Regions from separate parts of the Mus musculus genome. Here region 1 is linked to region 2. A link is a contact called in public Hi-C data. All regions are on one chromosome and are shown on one strand. Each heading gives the region's core, a stretch centred on a gene start, on an enhancer-like site or on the middle of the called end of the contact. The rest is flanking DNA. Distances are from core to core; before and after follow the strand shown.

Region 1 (2,700 bases), core at 87-2,586, 210 kb after region 2:
TCATGCTCTTTCCCTGGGGTGGCAGCTTGGTCCCAAGTGAAGACGTTTTGGGGAAGGTAGGAGTGACTCAGGTCCTTATTTGCCTTTTAGTAGCTCTAGGAGCTCAGGTGTGTTGTTGTCCCTCTGAGACTGGCGTTCGTTACTTTCAGATATCCAATACTATTTAGCCCTAATAAAGCAGGGCCAATGATAGCCCTCTTATAAATCACATGGGAAAACCAGCGGTAGCAAGAAATGGCTACCCACAGTTAGAAAACCGTCTAAAGGCAAAGTAGAAGAGTTCCTTATGTCAGTGCCACACAGACTTTGTCTTTTGGCTCACACAGGGAAATATCTCTGTACAATCTTGGCCCGTGATCTCTAACAAATGTTTGGTGGTCTTGAAATAGTAAGTCTACCTCTAAGGTGAAAGGCTTAGTTTTATGTGTACCTATGTATGGGTGGTGGTGGTAGGGACTGAACCTAAGAAACTGTGCAAGAAAGACAAGCACTTGTGTATACCAGGCTTTGACCTCAGCCCATTTTTATCTTAACATTACTGTCTGTCCAACACTTAGTGCACAGGCTCCTTGGGATACCATAGCTTTGTAGGTCAGTGATGCTGGATATGGGCCACTCCTGGGCTCTGTTTCTTGTGAAGATGCCGTAGCCTTGGCCTATGGATTGTTAAACTGCCCCTTTGGCTGTGTTCTTACAGACTCTACTGAGCCAGGACCAACTCCTGAATGACCCGCCTGGCTGTCCCTGATGCTGGTGACTACAGATGACATTCTTCATGGCTGAGAGCCTAGAGAGGCACACGTGGAGCCCCAATGTTCACCTCAATGGGGAGTTGGCACAGAGCCACCAAGAGATGGAGCTTATGGGCCTCTTTGGATGTAGGCGTTGACCGGAGCAAAAGCAGAGGGGTGGGACAGGTGTCCAGTCGTGTCCCCGCGTTTCCCTGTGTTGTCAGCGCTTGCTTTCCACTGCAACTTTTCTACCTTTTGTACTTTTATATGCCAACTGCAGCTGATCCTGCAGAGGTGAAGGTGAGGTGGTAAATGCAGAACAAAGACAATGAGCTGTTAGTTCATGAAAGCCTGTGATTGGAGGTGGGGAAAGGTTGTATAAGCTGTTCTGTGTGTCCTGCAGTGGCTGAGTGAAATGATTTGGGGGAGGGGTAGTGGACCCTCTGGGGCAGCTTCATAGAAGTATGCATGTCCACTTCCAGAAGCCTGGGCCTGTGAATCAGGACTCTCCTCTTGATCCCCCAACAGCTTTCATCTACCCTCATTCCAAGACACACATTTCCCCCTCACCTGCCTCAAGTACAGTGTCTGGTCAAACACCGCCCCCTAGTGGACTGTCTCTAAACTCAAACTTCATTGTTTTTTCCTGTTGTGTCTCATACAAGCCAGTTCCCTCCCAGGCCATGACTGTTCTAGTTCCAGCCTTGCTGTCTGATCGCTGCTCCTGGTTTTCTACTTGGTCCCTCACTTTCCTAGATGATCCCTGCCAACCATTCTCCACTTCTGTCACCTAGTCACATTTCTGCTTTGAATTCCTTTGAATGCCACCTTTCCACCATCATGCCAACCTTTGTGAGTCCACCGATTTGTGTTTGCTTCACTTCCTTTATTCTTTCTTTTGGTTCCAAATCCACTTTGCCCTTCAGCATTGTATGCCTCTGAGATGTTCACAGTTCACTTTAAGGTTATATGCACATGTGTACCCGATACACAAACCAGCTGAGCTGCTGTAGTCTGTGTGGCCTAAGTGAGTTCCAAGTGTACTGCTTTTAATCAAGTTGCCAGTCACCACTATCCTTGGTCTTCCGTGCAGATGTCATTGGCACCTCCTCTAGCTAGGAAAGCCAAAAGCATCTCCAGGCTTTGTCCAGTGACGAGTGAAATCACCAGAAGGTCTACGGAATGAAAGATCCAATGATGTGGAATGAGTCCAGTGGTGAAAGGCTTTGCAGCTGACCCTGGTGGCACATGCTTGTAATCCTAGTTATTATTAGTTGGAAAGCTGAGATAGAAGGGTTGTGGGGTTCACAGATGACTTGAGCTACAGAGTGAGTTCAAGGCTAAGCGGGGCAATGTAGCAGAGAGTGAGCCGTTGTGTCTTTCCCCGAGGAGGTCATTATGAAAGAATACACTGAGTACAATTGGGTGAATGAACGTGGGAGTGTCCCTCCCTGGCCTGTTTGAGACGGAGTTTGGTCCCCTGTGGGTGAGATTCAAGGATATAGCAGAGCTCCAGGGAACCCCATTCCTCTCTTTTTTTTTTTCTTGTACCCCCCACCCTCCCGTATGCACACACACACACACACACACGCACATTGAGTAGCAAATCCTGCAGCAAGTGCTAACACTGCAGCTACTTTGCCAGTTCTTCCGAAAGGACATAAAATTAAACAGATCCAGGTTTAAAGACAACTCTGCCACCCACTGTCTGAATGGCTGGGGAAATGCATGACTAACGCTGTCTGTTTCCTCCTGTGTGACTTAGAGAACAAAAGCTCCGCAGAACCTCTGGCCCATTAGGAAGATTATAAGGAATGGAGTTGGGGTGAGCTTTAACCCCTGCAGTAGCAGAGCACCAGTATGTTATTCTTACTTTGACCTGCAGGTGGCAATAGTGGTCCCTGTATCGTCTGGTTTGAATGATGGGATTTGAAGCACAGCTTCTGGGAAATGGGAAATGAAGAAACTT
Region 2 (2,700 bases), core at 198-2,697:
AGGGGTGGATTAGACTGGTACAACATCTGAACCGAGTGATCCATCTTAAAATAGGTAAAAATAGGACAACTGGACGCCGTGTGCTTTTTCCTTTGGTGCAGCACCACCTGCATTAGTCAGTGTTCTCTGGAGGAACAGAATTGACAGAACGAATATAGATTACAGAGTTTATTAGCTTGGTTTACACAGCACAAGCCAGGCAGTCTAGCAGTGGCTGTTTACATGGTAGAGAGGTTGAGGATGTGTTAACAGTTCTGTCCATGAGGGTAGATGCTCCAGCAGTCCCAGTCTGGCACTGAAGGAGGCCTGGAGGATTCAGTCCACCTTCGAAGGTCAACGTAACTAGATTGCCCACTTCAGGGAAGAATAGCAGCAGCCACAAAATGCATGCACCTACCAGCAGGGCCTGAAGGTGAGCAGGCAAAGCAAGCCCTGAATTTTCCTCAGACTTCTTTATGTCTAGGTGGCCAGCAGAAGGCACTATCTACTCTGAGGAGCAGTCCTTCCAGGATATATCCTCACAGCCCTACCCAGAGCTCCAGATTGATCCCCAATCCCTCCCTGCTTACACTACATAAAATCCTCTAGTAACTGCCCTCCATCCTGAACAACCTCAGGGTTCCCTTGCCATCAAGCCCCTCCCTGACCATTGTCTGTCGTCCCCCCCACTTCCCCCTTTCACTTTACTTTGGGGCCATGCCTAATTGATCTCGGTCCATTTAATTCTTTTTATTTACTATACATCCTTGTTCCTGCTTTGATTTGTCTATGCTCTCTTTCCTACCTGTTACCCAGCTACATCTAGTTCATCATTTAAGCGTCTGATTGGCTATCATCCTGGGAAAGTCATCATTTAAGCGTCTGATTGGCTATCATCCTGGGAAAGTATCCCGAAGCTCCTCCAGTACGAGATGAGCTTATTGTTCTCTGTCTGTGCTTCTTAGCTCCCTGGCCCCTCACCCTAACATAGCATTTGGTGACACTTGATATCATCTGTGTATGTGTCATCCCCCACATTTCCAGCTGCTACTTGAGGCTAGAGCATGCTATTCATCATCATATAACCTGTACCCCATAAATTTCCTGGCAGAGTCAGTCCTGAGTACATTCCCGTTGGGTGGAATACCAATTTCTCTCATCTCAGGATACATAAAATGATTGCTGATTTCTTATAGTCTCTGCATGCCAACTTTCAAATCTGGGAGCACAGCGGTTCTCTTAATACATAAAAATAAGTGAGCACTCCTGTGCAAACTGACATGCTCTTTTCCTAGACCCCTGCTTTCTCTGTGGCACTTACTTCTCCAAGCCTTAGACTACACCCATGAGTTAAACACGGCAATCAAGGTCCTATTGGTCATCTCAGAAGATTTTACAACCTCAAGCATAATGTCTCAGATGGTCCTCATAGTTTAAAAGGCAGACTGGGTGGGGCAAGTACTTCCTCTGGAACACTCTGGATCCTCTTGCTGGCTGCCTTGCTGGCAGCTTATCTCGGTGATTATTTCAAGACTCCCATTTCCGTGGCATCGTTTGCTGTGTTGTGACATTCTCTGTTGAGGAAGGATCAGCCAGACTTCCTTTGAAACAATCACTTTGAAGATAAAATTGCTGCCTTCAAGTATTTGTTCAACAAATATCAGCTGAATACTTACAATGGGTGCTGGTGACACATTGAAAAGATGAGAATTCTCTCTTAAGTGGAACTTATATCCTTCAGGAAGAAAGATGGAATAAGCATGGTGAAGCATTTCAGGTAGTTTTATAAAAATAAAATAAGGATGATTAGAAGTGTGGAGAGCCTGCATATAACATGAGGAGATGAACGTTGGTGGTCAGTCACTTGTCATATTCCCAGAACAGTCCTTAGCACATGCTTAGCAATGTGAATCAGTGAGCTAATTGTTTTTGTCATTAACTAAAATATTCACTTTACTTTCTAGAATTCTTGGCTCCTTAATTTAACAGATTAATGCCCATACACTTCTAAAATCAAGTTCACATTTAACCAAATTCTCTCGAACATTTTTATATAAAGAAACAGTATTTTATAAACCTAACAAGCAAAATTCTATTAAATATCCATGTACTATTTAAGCAATTGATAGGCTGAAGTCCCTTGAACCAAAACTGTTGAATTAAAATCTAATTATATCACATACCTCAAACGGCAATCATTTTATGTATTAAACAAGATGGTTTTCAAACAACTAATTCCTATGATGCTTAAAACATAAAAACACACAGCTTTGGGTTAAATCAATATAAGCATCTTGAAATCAGCTTTATAAGATGTTTTCCTGAGCACTTAGACTCTGTCTATACTTGACAAGTTAAAACCAGGCTTGGTGGCACACACCTGTAACCCCCCAGGACTCCAGAGACTAAGGCAGAAGGATTGTCAGAAGCTTGAAGCTAGCCTGAGCTACATAGTGACACCTATCTAAAAGAACACACCCAAAGATAGAGAAAAATAAGTTATCCTAAATATGGCTATTAAAATGATGAATTTAGTAATGTTCTAGCATCGCAGATTGTTGTTAGGCATGTGCCTTATTAATCAAATAAGTCATGCATCGTGGTACAAATATGGGCCTGTAGCCCCTGAATTTGGGAGGTAAAGGCAGGAAGGTCAGGAACTTAAGGCTTGTCTCAACTGTGTGTCAAGTTGAAAGTCAGCCTGGGCTACGTAAGACCATG

Evidence for each region. Hi-C and Micro-C count contacts between places; a contact is called where the count stands out from the background.
Region 1: a contact with region 2 is called in a Hi-C map of the N1E-115 cell line, with 7 times the contacts expected there. The contact joins two enhancer-like sites. A contact is called at or near these places in 8 of 484 Hi-C or Micro-C datasets (the N1E-115 cell line, adipose-derived mesenchymal stem cells, cerebellar granule neurons and 2 more), 2 of 115 datasets of contacts at active chromatin or transcription factors (both in embryonic stem cells) and 2 of 9 other capture datasets (adipose tissue and liver).

The regions. Positions count from the first base shown.
Region 1 is chr7:107,746,850-107,749,549 of GRCm38.p6, forward strand. It overlaps Cyb5r2 (cytochrome b5 reductase 2), which reads right to left. Exons shown (of 9, transcript NM_177216.4): 9 at 1,606-2,700. It also overlaps a transcript of Ppfibp2 not described here. Among named protein-coding and RNA genes, the nearest start is that of Cyb5r2, 9.8 kb to the right of the region's middle. Within about 2 kb of position 1,337, at least 5 of the 459 cell types and tissues checked have an H3K27ac peak or open chromatin away from gene starts, as enhancers often do. A contact at or near this core is called in the N1E-115 cell line, where this site is marked.
Region 2 is chr7:107,538,809-107,541,508 of GRCm38.p6, forward strand. The region is part of intron 6 of Syt9 (synaptotagmin IX); the gene reads left to right. Among named protein-coding and RNA genes, the nearest start is that of Olfml1, 27 kb to the right of the region's middle. Within about 2 kb of position 1,448, at least 3 of the 459 cell types and tissues checked have an H3K27ac peak or open chromatin away from gene starts, as enhancers often do. A contact at or near this core is called in the N1E-115 cell line, where this site is marked.